4 separate regions of the Mus musculus genome follow, and all the other regions are linked to region 4. A link is a contact called in public HiChIP or PLAC-seq and promoter capture Hi-C data. All regions are on one chromosome and are shown on one strand. The core of a region is the stretch at or near the end of the contact, and the rest is flanking DNA. Distances in the headings are between cores, read along the strand shown.

Evidence for each region. Promoter capture Hi-C pulls out the DNA fragments that hold promoters and counts their contacts. HiChIP or PLAC-seq counts read pairs in DNA pulled down with a chosen protein or histone mark.
Region 1: an HNF4G HiChIP or PLAC-seq map of pancreatic cancer cells shows a contact between it and region 4. The contact joins the promoter of Trim37 here to the promoter of Ppm1e in region 4. A contact is called at or near these places in 6 of 39 promoter capture datasets (the 3T3-L1 cell line, the C10 cell line, the HPC-7 cell line and 3 more), 3 of 484 Hi-C or Micro-C datasets (embryonic stem cells and nephron progenitors), 1 of 115 datasets of contacts at active chromatin or transcription factors (pancreatic cancer cells) and 1 of 9 other capture datasets (pancreatic islet).
Region 2: a contact with region 4 is called in a promoter capture Hi-C map of hematopoietic stem and progenitor cells, with 3 times the contacts expected there. The contact joins the enhancer-like site here to the promoter of Ppm1e in region 4. A contact is called at or near these places in 8 of 39 promoter capture datasets (the C10 cell line, the HPC-7 cell line, cancer-associated fibroblasts and 4 more), 6 of 484 Hi-C or Micro-C datasets (the HL-1 cell line, the N1E-115 cell line, bone marrow-derived macrophages and 2 more), 15 of 115 datasets of contacts at active chromatin or transcription factors (the 230-238 cell line, the HPC-7 cell line, acute myeloid leukemia and 9 more) and 2 of 9 other capture datasets (adipose tissue and liver).
Region 3: a contact with region 4 is called in an H3K27ac HiChIP or PLAC-seq map of microglia, with 5 times the contacts expected there. The contact joins the enhancer-like site here to the promoter of Ppm1e in region 4. A contact is called at or near these places in 10 of 39 promoter capture datasets (the 3T3-L1 cell line, the HPC-7 cell line, embryonic stem cells and 5 more), 1 of 115 datasets of contacts at active chromatin or transcription factors (microglia) and 2 of 9 other capture datasets (adipose tissue and liver).

Annotation. Positions count from the first base shown.
Region 1 is chr11:87,125,755-87,128,454 of GRCm38.p6, forward strand. Trim37 (tripartite motif-containing 37) reads left to right here and starts at 1,321. Exons shown (of 24, transcript NM_197987.2): 1 at 1,321-1,740. The coding sequence starts at 1,720.
Region 2 is chr11:87,211,229-87,213,928 of GRCm38.p6, forward strand. The region is part of intron 22 of Trim37 (tripartite motif-containing 37); the gene reads left to right. Among named protein-coding and RNA genes, the nearest start is that of Trim37, 86 kb to the left of the region's middle. Within about 2 kb of position 1,298, at least 24 of the 459 cell types and tissues checked have an H3K27ac peak or open chromatin away from gene starts, as enhancers often do. A contact at or near this core is called in bone marrow-derived macrophages, hematopoietic stem and progenitor cells and macrophages, where this site is marked.
Region 3 is chr11:87,522,340-87,525,179 of GRCm38.p6, forward strand. It overlaps Tex14 (testis expressed gene 14), which reads left to right. Exons shown (of 31, transcript NM_031386.2): 18 at 156-256. Among named protein-coding and RNA genes, the nearest start is that of Gm34000, 43 kb to the right of the region's middle. Within about 2 kb of position 1,337, at least 32 of the 459 cell types and tissues checked have an H3K27ac peak or open chromatin away from gene starts, as enhancers often do. A contact at or near this core is called in microglia and neutrophils, where this site is marked.
Region 4 is chr11:87,357,611-87,360,310 of GRCm38.p6, forward strand. It overlaps Ppm1e (protein phosphatase 1E (PP2C domain containing)), which reads right to left and starts at 1,384. Exons shown (of 7, transcript NM_177167.4): 1 at 839-1,384. The coding sequence starts at 1,293. It overlaps Gm33937 (a long non-coding RNA gene), which reads left to right. Exons shown (of 5, transcript XR_003949755.1): 1 at 1-283; 2 at 416-1,260; 3 at 2,235-2,332; 4 at 2,554-2,658.

The sequences.
Region 1 (2,700 bases), core at 71-2,570, 230 kb before region 4:
AAAAAGGTACAATTCAGGACACGTTAGTAAAATTATTCTGCAACTATCAGCCTGCATCTAGTTCAAAGACCATAAGTGGTTTGAAATGAAAGCCTTTTTTGCTTTTGGTTTTTCAATACACGGTGTCATTGTGTATCCCTGATTGTCCTGGAACTCCACCTGCCTCTGTCCCCCAAATGCTGGGACTAAACGAGTGCTCCACCATGCCCAGCTTGTGAAAGCATATTCTATCTCTACTTAATTAAATTATGTGTGTGTAGATTATTTTGGGTTATATTAATATATGTGCATGTGAGTGTGGGTGTTTTAGGTGGGCAGAATGGAGTTGGAGTATAGGCTGGAGACCAAAGGCAGGGTTAGAGAGTGGTCCTCCCCCGGAGTAGCAAGTATTCTTAACCTCTGGGCCATCCGTCCTACCTCCATAAATCTTGTTTATAGTTCATATAATTTTTAAAAAATGTTGCTAGTAACGAAAAGATTCTTTCTAGATTATCAATTCTCTGGATTGGGTTCATAAATAACTTTGTAATAAGCTTAAGAGAAGAATTAAGATTTAAGTATTTGACCAACGCCTTTTGTCTCACATACCCTCAATTTCTGCACCCTAACTGGTCTCTTCTGGAAGGAATTTAGAAGCGATTCCCTAGACTCTTTGTTAGTCCCCATAGCAAAAACAACTCAAGCTGCAAGAAAGCCTTAGTCGGTGGGATGTGGATCCAATTGTCTCACCAAAATGAGAAGACGTGGTACCTCTCCCCTGCAATCCTTACTTCCAGGAAGCTTGGAGACTTCACTATACGTCCAGTCTATCATGAACTAAAGAAACCTTGTCTCAAAATAACAGGTCAAGAGAAATCGCCGGTCCATTACAATTGGAGCTTTCAAATGCATTTACTATGGAGGGGGACTAAGTTTTTTTTTTTTTTTTTTTTTTTTTAAAGCTTAAAGTCTGCGTTTCCTCCCAGAGGCGGAAAGCAAACACTAACCAAGCAAGAGTTCCCGGCTCCAGGGTCTCCTTAGGTGACCCACAAACAATGGGAACGCAAATAAGACTCTCCGTCCCTTCCTAATACTCGGGAGCGTGGCTTCTTCCAATTAGGACGCACCAAGGAGCCTACATCACTGGCGGTAAAATCTGCGAGGCGAAGGGCACCGCGCCGACGCCCGACACGCCTCCCCGCGGCACCGCCTCTCCAAGTCTCGTGTGCTGCGCGCACCGCGGGAACCGGGCGCCCGCCTCTCCTCCCGCCCCGCTCCGCCCCGCCCCTCCCCTCCCCTCCCGCAACGCCGAGTGCGCGTGCGCATCGCGTCCGCCCCGTTGCCGCGCCTCTAGCTGCCCTGGTTACCGTTGGTGTTTGCGAATTCTCTGTGGCGCCTGTTCCGCCCCGGACGGGCCCCGCGGCGGTTTTCACACGCGCGCGCCGGCGTCACGTGGGCCAGGGCTCCCACGCGGACGCAGGCCAGCTGCTGAGGCGGGAGGAAGGCGTTGCGGCTACCGCTAGCCCTTCCCTCTCCGCCCCAGGGCTGGCGCGCGGATAAAAAAAAATGGCGAAATGCGGGGTAGCCGGTGGGGAACCCGACGGGATGGGGCGCGGAGGTGGCACTGTTGTGGGAGCCTGCTGAGGTGAGCGCAGCTGACCTGGCGACCTCGGGCCGGCGCCTGACAGCGCAGACACGGACTCCGAGGGTCGCCGAGGGCCCCGCCGAGAGCCGGAGGCAATGGATGAGCAGAGTGTGGAGGTGAGGGGCATCACGGAGGGTGGCGGCTGGGCTCCTTTTCTATCCGGGGCCCCATGCGCTCGCCCTCCCTGTGGGAGGCAGCCTCTGCGAGTCGCGGAGAGGGAGGCTGGCCCGGCGGTAGTGCTTCCAGCCCTCAGCATGCCCGGTGCTGAATCTGTTCCGCAGTCAGGTGCTGCGGAGCTCCAGCGATGCCTTGGCACCTGCTCTCGTCGCTGTTTGCAGGCTGAGCCTTTCTAGAGCAAAATTGCAAATTCATCGGAAGGACTTGCCCTGCTTTCTCGCCACGACTTGCTCTGCATGATTAAACATTTTTTTCACCCTCAGCGGTTCATTTTGTAGGACACACACACCTCTCTCACACTCGACTGACTTAAAGACTAGTAGTTTCCAGCATTGATTCTTGTAAGATGATTTCATGATTGGGGTATTTCCATAAAGGCTAGAATCATCAAAACGATTGCTTGGGGGCTGGGGGGCGTGAACCGTTCAGAGACTAAAGTACTACATGATTTTTGCTTTTTAAAAATAAGGGATAACTTACTGAGCATTGCTCTTGAGATTAACCCAGTTCACCCCCATGGTTTTATTGTCTTCCCAAAGCCAGTTAAGAGTCCGCATCTCTCAGGACCTGGTCTTGCAGTTATGACCATCAGTAATTTTCTACTTAATTGCTCTTGTGAAAGTTGTGTGAAGGTTTTGTAAACTTTTCTTGGTTTTAGGAGGGTTTAATTTTTCTGGAATGGAGTAAAAATAGACGTGGGTAAACTTCCCTGTTTTCAATTTTTTTTTAGTTATTAACTTAATGTCAATAGGGACACTCGCATTTATAGTGGCTGCAGATTTTCAGGCTCACATAATTAGTTGATTACATCAGGACAGAAATTCAGATTCTGAATTAGTTTGCCTCTAATCACGATATCTTTACAAATGTTTGTTTATTTAGTGTGTGCATGGGTGTGC
Region 2 (2,700 bases), core at 48-2,547, 150 kb before region 4:
TTAGATATTGAAGACACTGGTAAATAGCCTTTGATAATATTGTGTGATAAGTGTTCTGATAGAGGAACTAAAAGTATATCATCAAAAAAGTTGATATTTAGTAAGTTCTTGCTATGTTATTCTCAAAATTATTCTTTATAGTCATTAACTTCTTTTATTTCTGATTTTACAAACAAGTGATTTAAGACTTAGAAATAGAACACACATGATATGCACTCACTGATAAGTGGATAGTCCAGAAGCTCAGAATACCCAAGATACAATTTGCAAAACACATGAAACTCAAGAAGAAGGGGGAACAATACCCAATGGAAGGAGTTAAAGAGACAAAGTGTGAAGCAGAGACTGAAGGAATGACCATCCAGAGACTGCCCCACCTGGGGATCCATCCCATAAACAACCACCAAACCCAGACACTATTGCGGATGCCAAGAAGAGCTTGCTGACAGGAGCCTGATAAAGCTGTCTTCTGAGAAGCTCTGACAGTACCTGACAAATAGAGAAGTGGAGGCTCACAGCCATCTATTGGACAGAGCACAGGGTCCCCAGTGAAGGAGCTAGAGAAAGGACCCAAGGAACTGAAGGGGCTTGCAGCCCCATAGGAACAACAATATGAACTAACCAGTACCCCCAGAGCTCCCTGGGACTAAACCATCTCTCAAAGAAAACACATGGTGGGAGTCATGGCTCTAGTTGCATATGTAGCAGAGGATGGCCTAGTCAGTTATCAGTGGGAGGAGAGGCCCTTGGTCCTGTGAAGGTTCTATGCCCCAGTATAGGGGAATGCCAGGACCAGGAAGTGGGAGTGGGTGGGTTGGTGAGCAGGGGGAGGGGGCAGAGGGGAGTCGGATAGGGGATTTTTGGAGGGGAAACTAGGAAAGAGGATAACAATTGAAATGTAAATAAAGAAAATAATTTAAAAAAACAAAAAAATTTTTAAAAAGACTTAGAAATATAACTTACCTCACTGAAAGTCACAGAAATGGTCCTTGTAAGGGTTAGAATTTGAACCTAGAGTCAGTGCTTAGAATTTCCATCTCTGTATGCTTGAGTTGTAATGTACCCTTGGAAGTTTCACTTGAAGGCATGAGTAGACAGTCAGGTGATGAGCCAGTACGTCTGAGGCCAGAGTAGAAGTAGCAGTCAGATTGTGAGGAGTGGGCTTATCTTAAATCCATGTGTCTTAAGACCAAAAGTCAAGTTAAAAGGGGCGTGGGGAAAAAGTTCTTACTGTGTCAAATGGAGGAAGTGTTCTGTCATGTCGCTGTGGTTTCTCTTCCTCCTTGAGGAAGAGGCTGTCTGAAGAAACTTTAAGGCCTCATTTCTCTGCTTTAATAGCTGGGAGTTCGGAACTACAAAGATCACGGGGGATTTTTGTTCTGTTTTTGTTGTTTTTAGGTTTGGGTTTTTGATACAGTCTGGTTATCACATTAGAATTCAGTCCTGTCAGACCTCCCAGTGCTGGAGTTGTAGGTATGTGTCAGCACGCCCGGCTCCCAAGTATCAGTGCAATGTAATTGCTTTGTTGTGTTTTGGGTTTTGTTTTTTGTTTTTTTGTTTTTGTTTGTTTTTTTTAGACATAATGGTCATAAACAGACCCATTCCTTTCTAACTGGAACTAATTGGGACAACCTTCTATTTGTCTTCTTTTTAACGATTTTATACTGGCAGCCTAATTTAACAACAACAAAAACAACACACACGCCATTGATAAGCTGTACAATTCTGTAAACTGAAGACTGAATACCCAATTCAGAGAAAAGTCTTGTCACAGCTATTAAAAACATTGCTCCAGATTAGCTAGCAGATGAGTTATACAACCTGTGATGGCTTACTAGTGCTGATCACCTTTAGGGTAATCAAGACGAGCTATTCAAAAATAAATAAAATTAATGTAATGAAAGTAGCACTCTTGTTTAGAAGTCTTAAGTGAGACATGCCTAAGTGTGATAGGGTATTTTCAGAGTTAGAAAACTTAGCTGTTCAATGTGGGTATGCCTCTGTATTTCTTTGTTACTATGTAGCCCAGGCTAGCCTTGGACTTGAACTTCTGATCTTCCTGACTGTACTTCCAAAGAACAGGGATTCTAGGCTTGAGCTGTATGCTTATTTTTCATGTGTTAACAGTGGAACCCAGGAGTTCAGCAGAGCAGCTACATCCTGGCAGCTGCCTTTCACTCCCCATTTTGAGACATATTTTCACTGTGAATAGCCCAGGATGGCTGTGAACTCATAGCAGTTCTCCCTCCTGAGCCTCTCGATGCTGGGATTGCAGATGCGAACCTCTTCATTTGGCTGATAGTTGCCTGCCTGCCTGCCTGCTCTCCACTCTCACTCTCTCTCTCTCTCTTTCTTTTCTGTGTCATATCAGTGAACTAGAAGTCTCAGTGAATTGGCTAGCTTTTTTGAAAATGACAAGATAGTTGCTTCTGTTGCAAACTTGGTAAGAACTCTGAATCACATCCTGAGGATTCATGGGCAAGGTTTGTTAATTTTCTATGTCTTTAGCAACAAGGAAACCTTTCTCAGGGCCAGCAACAACTTCCTAGCTTGATCTTGTATCATTTGTTGATGGACAAGGAAAAAGGGCAAAGTCCATTAATTTGGTCCCACTCCATGAGTGCACAGTCTTTCAGGGAAGGCAAGATTTTTAGACAATGTTAAGAGTCCTTTAGAACAGTGGTTCTCAATTATGGGTTG
Region 3 (2,840 bases), core at 87-2,586, 160 kb after region 4:
TTTGGGACCAGGCTAAATTCACAGTGTCTATATCTATATAACTTAGAGAATTTAGCTACTCTTTATATCTCTAGTCTAATATTCCTTCTGCCTTTTCCTGCTCCATGAGTGCCACTGAATGATCATATGATGTCTGATTGTGTCATGATCACTAGGTATTAGATACCCATTCTTCAGAAACCACGAGCAGCCAGAGCAGAATGAAGCCTCTCAAGCAAGCTGTGACACGTCTGTGGGCACTGAGAAGTTCTACAGCGTAAGTGGTACAGCCTGGCAGAACCAAGGTGCACACAGGGATCTGATGAATTCACCTGAGTTGTTGTATATTATAACACCAAAATGTTAGCTATACAAATTAGATATATTAATTATACAGGGCTATAGTGGCTTAAATAATATAGATAGCATTCAAGCCTAGCCTAGACCCTGTCTCACCCCACCCCATGTCCTCAAACCAAAAACCTAAAGAGGTGGGGGATAGAGAGAACTGTTGAGAATGATACACTATAGTAATATACTAGGTCTGTTTTTAATGTCATCGTGCTTGTGGTGATGCATGTGTGTGAGCCATGGCTCAGGTGCAGAGGCCAGGGGATAACATTTTGGAGTCTGTTTTTTACTTTCACTTTTGTGTGGGCTCTAGAGATCAAACTCACTTTAGCAGGCTTATGTGGCACATACCTTTACTGCTGAGCTGAGCCATTTCGGTGGCCCAATAATGAAGTCTTTTGAAGAACATGGTACAGAGTCACATTTACTTAGAAACACGAACAACAAAAGCATTTACTCTTTGTACCATCTGAGGCCTGGAAAGATGGGCTCTACATTGAACACATTGACTTCCCTGGAGCAGCTCTAGTCAGGGAACGGGGGTGGTCAAGATTTTCTGAGGAATTTTGTTGTGAAAAGAGAGGCAAAAGGTAACAGCTCTTAAGTGTGTAGGGAATTTCTGAAGGGTATAGCAAAAGTAATGTCCAAGGAAATTAGTTGCAGTGTCTTACCGAATTTCTGTCTGAATTGGAAAAAAATGAGTGTTCTGGCCAGATAGTGATCAGGACCCAAATATAGCACGTGCATAAAGAATTGATTACTTCTTATATATTTTACTCTTGAGATTTCACTGTCGTTTTAAAAACCGGACTCCCTCACTTGTCTTTAATCTGTGGTGTCTTAAGAACTCTCAAGTTCTGCACAGCTACAATATCCTCATGTCTAAGACAGTGCGAGCACATGGAGTGTACCATGCTCCTGAGGGGCCCAGTGTTTCAGGTTGCTCTCAGCTTTAACTGCCCAGGGCTACTCTTCTCAGACTTCAGAGCGGAAAGGTTATTAATCCCTTCCCTTTAGCAAAGGAAATGTTGAAATTGTACTAACTTCCCTATTCTGTCTCTTCACCAGGAAGGTACGTGTTCAGAAAGACAAGGAGAGCCAGCTTAGGGCAACATTAGGCTCCTGGTAGTTTTGGATAAGCCCATTATTAACGTTGCATCCAGCTGTAAAAGGATTTGTTTGCAGTGAATAGCAATTTAAGCATTATTTCCCTCATTGTTAGTTAGGTCAGTCTGTACAATTCATCAGAGTCTTCTGAGGTCGTAAGAGATCAATTTAAACTTCAGACCACGAGTATATCTTTCAGTTATTATGAATGTTTTACCTTTGTCTTAGTCATTATGAAGAGACATGATAACCACAGCAAGTCTTATAAAAGAAAGCATATAATTGGGGGCTGGCTTACCATTTCAGAGGCTTAGTCCATTATCATCATGGCAGAGAGCATGGTGGCATATGAGGTGCTGAAGCAGGTTATCTGAGAGCTACATCCTGATCCACAGGCTCAGCAGCAGACAGAGATACTGGGCTTGGCTGTGGACTATTGAAACCTCAAAGTCCACCCTCAGGGACACACTTCTGTTTTCACCAAGACCACAACTCCTAATCCTTTCAAATAGTTCCCAAGGGGACTAACAAGAGGTCAAATATATGAACCTATGTGGCCCATTCTTATTTAAACCACCTCAGCCTGCATGTGTGAATGTACAAGACATTTTGTGCCTGGTGACTGAGGAGGCCAGAAGAGGGTGTTGGAGCCCTTGGTGCTAGTTACGGCCAGTTGTGAGCACCATGTGCTCACATGTAGGTGCTGAGAATTAAACCCAGGACCTCTGGAAGAGAAGTAAGTAACTGCTGAACCACCTCTCCAGCTGCCAAGCCATGAGGATTTTTATTCATCATCTGTGAAACAAAAACAAGTACTCTTAGCTCTTTGTGTAACGTTCACATCTACATTGTGATGGTTCGTGCTGACTGCTAACTGGAAAGAGTCTAGGATCACCTAGGATACGGATCTCCAGGCTTACTTGTTGAGGAGTTGTTTAGACAGGGTTAGCCCCTGTGCATGTCCTGTGGGGGATTATCTCTAGGTTAGTTGAGGTGGGAAGACCCATCCTAAAGGACTGTCTTTCCCTAGGCTGGGGTCCTAGACTACAGGAAAAGAGAAAACTAGCTGAGCACAAACAAATAGCCTTTGTTCTCTGCCTCTTGTCTACAGAAGGAACATGACTGGCTGCCAGAGCCTCCCTGTCACAGTGTTGTTCAGGGCATTTTATCACAGGAACAGGAAGAGTAACTAAGACACACTGAAGTACACATGCAGATTTCTTTATTGCCTTCACATACACAAGGATAAATGTGTCACAGTATGCCAGAGGACAACTTCCAGGCACTTTCCACAGTGGGTCCCAGGGGATCAAACAAGTCATTAGGCCTGCATTATTCAGTGAGCCCCTTTGTTCATTTAAAATATTTTTTAGTAAAAAAAAAAAAACAAGGCTTACAAGTAG
Region 4 (2,700 bases), core at 134-2,633:
CAGTGTTTGCAGAGGCATTATTTCAGAACAATTCCATTTGGAAAGAAACGCGATTGTAAACCGTTTCTATTTCAAGCCCATAAAAAGCAGAACTCGGATGAAAGGCAAAGCCTTGACCTTTCTATTTTAGACTTGCATCTGGGTAGCTAAGCCATCTGCTTTTCTCCCACCTCCCACCCCATCTACTTAATGGACTGAAAATACTGCACTTAATTGCAATTTTATCCAACCAGGCTGACTTTTCTGACTTACGACCTCGTCTTTTCACCTAACGGCTTGCTCGGTAGGGTTTTACTTACCCTTCCTTCCCAATTCCTCCCTACCGCTCTCAATTATATGCTGTCAAATGTCTGCAAAGTATGATACTAGGCTCTCACGTAAGAAAGCCATCTATAGAGCCTTTTCATTTCAACAGTGAGCGCCTGACGGAAAATCTAGGGGTCTGGGCTCCTCTGGGCACCGACGGTATTAGCTTTGTTGCGGTTATGTAGAAAGGCACCTCTTACTGCCTGTAAAGGAGTCGCGCGTCCCCACCGCCCAACAAGGAACGCAGCCCGGGAAAGGACAGACAGACGAAGGTGGGAGGAAACCCCGGGAAGAAAGGCGCAGGGAAGAATGGGGAGCCCAAGACGGGAGGGAAGACCTTGGCAGGAAGGTTCTGGAGGAAGGTGTGCGAAGTGGCCGAGAAGCTGGCCGAGAGGGCCAGCGAAGAGGGGCCGGGGGCAGGCGGGGGGGACCCCGCCCGGGTGCCCCGCGGGGACATGGGTAGCGGGGACGGGAACCCAGGCCGGCACCCCGGGGATGGCGGCCCACCCGCGGCCGAGCCCCGCTACTTAACTATTTGTAGAGCTGCTGCAGGCACAGGTCCAGGCTCTCGCCCTCCACCTCCTCTCGGGTGATGCGCTCCGACAGCGGCCGTGGGAGCGGGGGCAGCGGTGGCAGCTGGGGCTGCGGCGGTGGCGGCACGGCCGAGTGCCCCGGGGCAGCCGCTTCCTCCTCTTCCTCCTCCTCGCCCTCCGTCGCCGTCTCCTCCTCCACCGCCTCGTCTTCGGGCTCGGGGTCTTGGTCCTGCTCCCCCTCCTCGGTCGCCTCTACCGTCGCAGCGTCCTCCCCCGGTTCCTCCCCCGAAGCCTCGGCCGCCTCAGCCGCGACTAGCTCGGCTTCGGGCTCGGGCTCGGGCTCGGATTCGGGTTCGGGCTCTGGCTCGCCGCCACCGCACGGTCCGCGGAACTCGCCCAGGAACAGCTCCAGGAAGCGCCGGTAAGTTTTCTCCTCAGGGATGCAGCCCGCCATCGTTGCTCATGCCCCGAGGTCCACCGGGAAGGGGGTGGGAGGTGAGCCCAGGAGGAGGAGGGGGCTGCTTCGGAGCCTCGCCTCCCGCTACGGAGGGGGAACGGCCGCACGGGCACCGGCGATCAGCACTGGGTTGCCTGGAGAGGGCTCCCGCAGGCGTGCGCGCCACCGAGCTCGGACGTGCGCGGCCCGGGGGCGGGGGCGGAGCGCGCCACCCCGCTCCGGTCTGGAGGGAAAGTTGGTGGCGGGCGCGCGCACAGGGTCCAGCGGCGGCCCACCCGCAATCCCTACCGAGAGCTCAGCCCACGCTGCCTAGAGACTGTCGCCATGGCAACCGGTTCTAATTAAGAATTCCAAGGTCCCTCCCGTCGAGTCTGTGGAGTGGTAAGGACGCTGGACTCCTGCACTCCAACTTCGAATGGTCTTTGTGGGGTGAAGACCCTAGTTTCATGATAAGCACTGAGACATCTCTGTTGGTTCCACCAGGAGTGTACTGACTTCAGTTTCCTTATCTGCTTGCCTTGCCGTAGTATATCTCTTGATCCGATGGCACGCAGTAAACACCTTTTACTAATGATATGTGTTGAAAAAGTAAAGGTCCAGGCACGAGCACCCAAAAAGGGTAGTTTCCTTTGTCTAGGTTCTTTCGTTTGATTCTATGTATCCTCCTTTCTCAAAAAGATGAACGTGAGAAATTAAACAGTAATTCGCTTGCTTAAAAGTCAAGACTTTCTAGCTGTGGCATTGGTGTTAGAGCCCCTTTCAAAGTCTCCAAAGCCTTTAGAATCTTTCCCCTTAACTCTGCTCTATGAAAATCTAGCTGTGCCTCGTATCTACACAATGTCTTATTTATATAGGGCTTTGCAGTTTACACGTGTTCGTCTCTAATCCTCACAGCCTTTTAAGGCAAAGGTTATTACCGTTAGGATTCTGTTTTACAGATGAGGAAACAAGCCTTCAAAACAGTGACTTTGCTCAAGGTCAAAAGCAAGCGATGCAACAAGAATTCAATCCGAGATTGAAGTGGTAGATTTCACTTGTAAGTTTTCCATCACCCAAAAACCCCTGCTTAGTTTCTGTATAATGCATGTCATTATATTATATTATCCTACCATATAATCCGTATTTTGTCTATATTTTGTTTGTTCTTCCCCACCACCTCCTGTGTCTCTTCTTACTCCCTCCCCCAAGCTAGAACTGAAATGACTTTAAATTATTCTAATTTTCTTACCAAACTATAAACAAACCTATTATTTTCAGGCTTCATGGTGATGATGTTGGTGGTGGGTGCTTTGAAGATGCTGTGCTGTACAGCTGTATGGATGATAGCATCATTGCTGCATACTACCACGTCCACGGCAGCATGTAATTCAGCACAAACATAGTGATTTTTCCCCTCTGCTTTGA